2 separate regions of the Mus musculus genome follow, and region 2 is linked to region 1. The links are chromatin contacts, called in public Hi-C maps. All regions are on one chromosome and are shown on one strand. Each heading gives the region's core, a stretch centred on a gene start, on an enhancer-like site or on the middle of the called end of the contact. The rest is flanking DNA. Distances are from core to core; before and after follow the strand shown.

Evidence for each region. Hi-C and Micro-C count contacts between places; a contact is called where the count stands out from the background.
Region 2: a Hi-C map of the N1E-115 cell line shows a contact between it and region 1, with 8 times the contacts expected there. The contact joins two enhancer-like sites. A contact is called at or near these places in 1 of 484 Hi-C or Micro-C datasets (the N1E-115 cell line) and 2 of 115 datasets of contacts at active chromatin or transcription factors (the NIH/3T3 cell line and embryonic forebrain).

The regions. Positions count from the first base shown.
Region 1 is chr13:115,823,391-115,826,706 of GRCm38.p6, forward strand. No RefSeq gene overlaps it. Among named protein-coding and RNA genes, the nearest start is that of Isl1, 480 kb to the right of the region's middle. Within about 2 kb of position 2,056, at least 2 of the 459 cell types and tissues checked have an H3K27ac peak or open chromatin away from gene starts, as enhancers often do. A contact at or near this core is called in the N1E-115 cell line, where this site is marked.
Region 2 is chr13:116,710,130-116,713,364 of GRCm38.p6, forward strand. No RefSeq gene overlaps it. Among named protein-coding and RNA genes, the nearest start is that of 4930435F18Rik, 130 kb to the right of the region's middle. Within about 2 kb of position 1,537, at least 51 of the 459 cell types and tissues checked have an H3K27ac peak or open chromatin away from gene starts, as enhancers often do. A contact at or near this core is called in the N1E-115 cell line, where this site is marked.

The DNA.
Region 1 (3,316 bases), core at 806-3,305:
GTCATTAAATACCCATATCAGTGAAAAGATCACTGTGAACTTTATCTTTTCCACTACCTATATTGTTTGTGTGTTTGTTTTTGTTATTTGTAGATGTTCCTCAGACCAAATATATTATTAAAGTAGCTCGTAAGAGAAATTTTAGAAATTCTGTATTATACACCAATTGTAATACATGGAGAGAAATCTGTGGTTGCCAATCCTGGAAACAAGTGGGGGCAGCTGAAATGTGTTGGAAATCCTAATTCTTCCAGTCTTCCAGAAGAAGATGAGAAGAATGTTTTGATGCTCCTATTTAGTTAGGAGCTGGTGTTCAGGTGTGTCATCTCTTGATACGCTCCAAGAGAGACTAGACTCTAACACTCAACAAATGACATCATTGTGATCGTTGAAATAAAACAGTATGGGTAGTACACTTAATCACCCTCAGAAATAGTGGCAACACTAACAAAAATAATGAGTACTTAACATAAAGGTCTTACTCCTCTACTGCTGAACATAATGCCCCAGATTAGAATTATCATTGGAAAATGCATGTTTCTAGGACCCTGTCACCTAGCTCCAGTCTCCTCCTTTGAAATAGCATGTATTTATAATATGGAGGTAAGTAAGTGATTATGGAAAGAATATAACTATTATAAATTTTACTTTTATGTACATAGAAACATAAAATAATAGAAATGATCAGGAAGTTCAAAAGATTCCTACCAATCTCACAAATGTATAACATAAGCTTTACCTAGTACTTTAAAGAATGGCACATAAAATATAGCCAGTTAAATTTTTTTAAAAAAAAAGTAGTTTTCAGTAAAAGTCCACGATTTTCATCCAAAAGATACTTACTTATCAGTAGAAGAAATACTGAAGCAATCTGGTAATTTTTCATTTGAAAATAATTAGGAAACCTCTTCCGTCTCAACAATTGCCCTCTAAAATCTCAAATCGATATGACCCTCCATTGGAATTCTTAAATCCTGAAGGGAGAGAGAAAGGGAAGGAAAGATCGAGGATGATTGACAACTTTGGATCCATTTGATGATTGTATCCATTTCAGATTCTCTGCTGACAATAGAAGCCTGATTGGACACCACGGACTTTATTGGGAAGTGGATGGAATATAATATGCTTTGTACTGCATTCCCTGTTTGAGTTGATTGGGTGAAAGACAAATTTCACATGGAGGAGAGTCTGAATCCTGTCGCTGTTGCAATTACACTGAGCACCAGTGGGGAAATGCCCTGTTGCTCCTGTGATCTGCTGACAATTGGACCTTTTTATCCCCAAGCTGTTGCCTTCAGTACTTCATGTGATTTCTTTTCAATAAATTATATTACATAAGCATCCTTAATAGTATATTAAGTAATGGAGTCTGCAAAGCCTTGTTTGCTTCAAAATAGACTTCCCTTTCTTTTCTTTCTTTTTCTATTTTTCTTCCTTTTTTTTTTTTTTTGGTCCAGTAACAGCTGTTAAGATTAGGTGCTAGAACACATCAATTGAGAATCATTTCCTTTCTTTCTTCTATTTTAAGTGATGACATAGATTTTAAAAGCACACCAGTAAACCAAACCATTAATGTTTCCTGTTGTGAGCAAAAATGAAGACTTTGTGATTGTTGAGATTCGGAGACCGTATCTTCTCTGTGATGAATTTTTAACATCTATACTCCACTAACTCCATAACAGGGTTCCATCTAAGAGCAAATTAATGGAGCACTTATTGAATTGAGTTGTTATAAAATGCAACATAAACACCCTGTAAACAATGAAAGAAATAGAGTTTGTTGAATCTGTTATCTTACTCTCTAAATTGGTGGCACCAGCCTAGCTGTGGGATGCTTAGGGATGATCACGATTCTGAAAACAAACAGCCGAGGACTAATCTGATTGAAGCTGCTTTCTAAGTAACATTTTAAAAAACCATTTATCAAACCTCTCTGCTCTGGTAGGCTTCACAAAATGACAAGGCTATTTTAGAGCCATAAACCTCAATGCCCTGTGCAGTTATGGCATGCAACCAAAGACGACTGAAGAGAAAATGAAGCCATAATTGACTACAGCTGCTCACGCCTAACATTTCCTAATAGCATCCTTAGAATCTTAGGTTGGTGTTCTCTCTCCCTCTCAAACATAGACCTCCCATGATTTATCAACTGAAGGAGTCTCAAGGTGGCTTCTGGGGTCTCCTCGTGGCTCAGCATACGAAGAATTGACCTCCCAAACCAATGATTGGTATACGTTTGATTGCCATTCACTTGTTATGTTCAGTTCTCAGAATGAAAGTGAAGTGACGGTAATTTTCTGTGCTCACGTGCCATTTTTAACCTGGTCCAGGGCTTTGCCTTCAAATCACAGGGAAGTGCTGTGTACTTTGGAGGTTGCTATTAAAATATAGGATGGAACCATTACATTTTATTGGCTTAGCCTTTCCCTGCACTACCTATAAAAACAGACACTGCTTTAAAAATCTCTCCCTAATGTCCACTTTCTTGGGGGTGCAGCTGACCTCATGAAGTTTACTGCTTGTCTGTTAGTGAAGACTAATTAACGTTGACTCTGTCGTTAGGGCACCCTAATCTGTAGGTCCATCTTGAATAATTTGATGAAAAGCTGTATCCAGGCCAAGTCATAGAAATTGGTTGTTTATAATGACGTATTGAAACTTCTTTTCTGTACTCTATGGATCATACATAAAAGAATAGTTTGTGAATGTTCAGTTAGTTCATCATTCTTTAGTCATCAAACACTTCTTACTGATGAGCATTTGCATTGTAAGAAACTTGTGTGTAGTTATATTTTAATTTACTTTTCACATAACAAATGCAATCCAATTAAAACCATCATCAAGTATATGAAATGCATTTTCATTAATTGCTGTTTTGCTTCATAATTAAAACTCTACCACTGTCCTGGATTTAAATACATTCATTTATCACATTTATGCTTATTGTAACATTAATCTACAGTCAGTTGGGGATCTTTGGAATAAATAAGTCACATAATTTTCCATCTTTGGTGAAAGAGTTTGAATCATATTTTATTGTTGCTTAAGAAAATTAACATTGATAATTCGTTTTCATAAAATACAAGTAAATTTTTACAATAGAATATGTATTTTTTTCTAGAGGAATTCTGTATATTATTTGAGAACTCCAGAATAAAATATTTTAAAATTAGCCAAGCCATGCTCAAATTGGAATAACAATAAAAAGTGGTGCTAGGTATTATTTTATTTTAAGAAACAAAAATAATTACCATGACTTTTATGTTTCAGCCAAACTGAATCCTAAATAATAAAAATTGTTCCAAGAATATCAGTA
Region 2 (3,235 bases), core at 287-2,786, 890 kb after region 1:
TTTAATGTTTAGAAGACAAAACATAGTCTTCCTCTTTAATTATCTCCTCTCACATTGCTCCAGGCAAAAGGAAGAGGAAGGAAGAAGAAGATTTAGATTGGGGAGCGACCGAGGAGTATTCTTCTAAATCTTTTAAAGTGGCTTTATTATTTTATTTTATTTTATTTTTACCTTTGGGATTCTTTGTTATTTTAAGGTTCACTTGTAAGACTCTGGACTCCACTCTGAATAAAACATTTTTGTTTTGTTTTGTTTTAGCTTTCCAAGCTGACATAAGCGTTGGATCATCAGGTTTTCCTTTGTCTGCCATCGGTGTAAATAATAGCTTTGAGATTAGCTAATTAAGGGGCATTAATCACTGATAGAAAGGGAATAAATCAAAGCCTTGTTCTAAATTTCAAACTTGCCCGTGTAGATGTGCATAGCTGCTCTATCTGCAGCAGATAGGTGCTGTTTGAATTACTGGTCTTCAGAGTAAACCAAATCCACTTCACTTTTAAAAAATGAATATTGTATTTATACAGCCTGGCGGTGTCGTTACATTAAGCCCCCTCCCTTTCTTACTCCGTTTCATAAACACAGTGTAGACCACAGCTATTATGAGTTAAAAAGAGTCACATCCGTGGCTTTCCCCCTTAGTGCTATGCTTACCTTTTTGAGAATGGAGAGGTCAGCTGGAGAGGGGGAGAGAGAGAGAGAGAGAGAGAGAGAGAGAGAGAGAAGGAATAACCTAAAAGTATAAAGACAGAAGGATGATAATGTGTGTGGAGGCTTGAGGCGCGTTTTGAATCAGAAAACTGTTTCTGTAGAAGTTTTCAAGAGGAGTGACAGGTACAGTCCCTAGGCCACATTCTCTGAGCCCTTCTGCTTAATACCTTAGCACTCATTAGGTTCTGCTTTGTGAGAAAGGAAGCACTGAGGGCGGTGTGGGGTGTGTGTGTGTGTGTGTGTGTGTGTGTGTGTGTGTGTGTGTTGCTGGGTGGACTACGGCATTAGGGATGCACACTGAAGCTTGGGAGGCTCCATTCTCAGGTCTGCAAAGATTTGGGAGTTTGAGTCATTTCGTTACGGACCAGAGAGATTTTTTAAAAAATAAGTACAGCCATAAAACGGCGAGCGGGTCCTTGGAATAAACTGAAAATCTAAGTCCTCAGAGCCAGTCAACACAACACAGCAGATAGTACAGCACCAGACAGAGACCTGAACGCTCTTAGCTCCGTGTCTGTGCTCTGTGTGAGCGCCGCCCTCCTCGACCTTTGCGCATAAAAACTTGTGAGTTGGGGTTTCTCATATTCTCTTCCTCCGCCTCCTGTTAGGCCATGTCTCCTTTTAGCAGCGACTCCCAGCTGAGGACCCAAGTTCAGAATCTTCTCTATGTATAGGACCGAAAGTCAGAGTGGTGTCCCAAGGGCCAAACTGGAGATCTAACCTTCCTGGAAGGTCTCCCTTGGAAGATCCTCCCTCCCTCCCTCAGCCCTCCAGTCTGATGTTTGGAGAAAATCTCGCTTCCCAACCTCCGAATCTCATTACTCGGTGGGTTCTGTCCTTGACTGAACAAGCCTGGCTGCCAAGGGCAGGTGCCAGTTCGCTGGAGGCTAACCCTGTCTAACAGCCCCGGCTGTGCACCCCCCTCCCCCGCCCCTCTGCAGCTGCCCTTACTTCCCTTTTTTTAAATCTTTTAAAAACTCCAGAACCCTCATCATTTTTTTTAAAGGTCCTCAACGTACCGTGTTATTAAAAAAGAGGCTCTGGATCTGCAGGGGCGTTAGCAACCCAGGGGGCTAGGGGATAAGGGGACCGGGGCAGGCCCCGGGAAGAGGCATCTGGAAAGGAAGGGGGGACATTTGCATAAAGCTTTGTCTTGAACGGGCCGAGGGTTATAACGCTAATTACTCAAGATTAATGTGAAGATCGGTCTCCATTGCTCACTAAGATTTATTTAAACACCGAACTGCTGGAGGTCCAGGCTGTAAACCATCCCACCCGGCCTCGGGGCGGGACTTTCTCCTTGTGTGAAGTTTTTTTTATTTTATTGTATTTTTCCAAGTCCACCTGAGACAGAATGAGAGCTGAGGCGGGGTGAGAGGGAAAAGCCATTCTAGAGGATATTGTTCTCTAAAGTAACACCTCCGGGCCTCGGATGTATAAACAGACCAAGTGCATTTCCCAGTCTTTTCCCTTTGCAGACTTTCAAATGAAGGAAAAAAAAAAAAAAAAGCAACAAAACAAAACCTTTTAGCGTTGTTGGTACAGAGCGTAAAGGAGCAAACTTGGTGCTGGCGCGCCTCCTAGTGTCTTCAAAGGGAAGAGAAACCGTAAAGGCACGCTGCTCCACTAAGAAGGCATAGAGCCCTGAGCTGGCTCCTTCATAGGATTGCTGACAGTCATGGGGGCATGACTGTTTTATGCTGAGCATGCACACGCACATACATCCGCGGCTGCGCCCAGGATCACAGTCAGAACTTCCGGTATTCCAATTCAGACTATAAGATCGAAAGTCATCTTCTCTCAAAATATGTACCTCAAGGTAGGGAGAGTGGAGAGCCCGTAGTTAAAATTTTTCTGACTTTTCCAAAGTACTATCAGACTAGAGCCCAATTTTTAAAAAGACGTCGATTTAACACTTAATTTTTTAATGTATCTTATTTGATAGATATTATTTCCCTGTAGAAACCCTCAGGATTGCTATTTCTCTTTAGGTTCCTTGGAGATGTTGCAAAGATGATATTAATGTATGGAAAACTGAATTTTGCGCTTTAGTATCAGGCTGTGACTTGAAACAACTGGAGACTTCAGAGAATAATTTCCTGCTTTGCTGCTTCTTTCCTTGGGGGTAAATTATGTTGTGAGGAACTTCAACATCAATAAAACAACGACCTTAACACAAAGCTACTACTGAGAGAAGGGCTAGAAGAAGCAGTGGACTGTAAGCCAGAAAGCCATTGACTCCTTTTGGACAAATAGTTTTCCCAAAGGAGCCTTCGTTTTCTGTAAAGGGCATAATCCCAGTTAGCTTGCTAACACATCTTCTGCACTCAGAGAAAGTACAAACTCCAAACACACAAAGAACAAACATGGCTTTACTGAGAAGCCTGAAGATATTTTTATGAGGTGTTGAATTCATTTCCCGAAGAGACAAGTCATGCAACCCAGATTTTTGAACTTTGCTTTGAAGTGTGGATGATGTTTAAGGTTTTTACAATATCCTTAACAACATTTTTAAAAATGTTAGTTT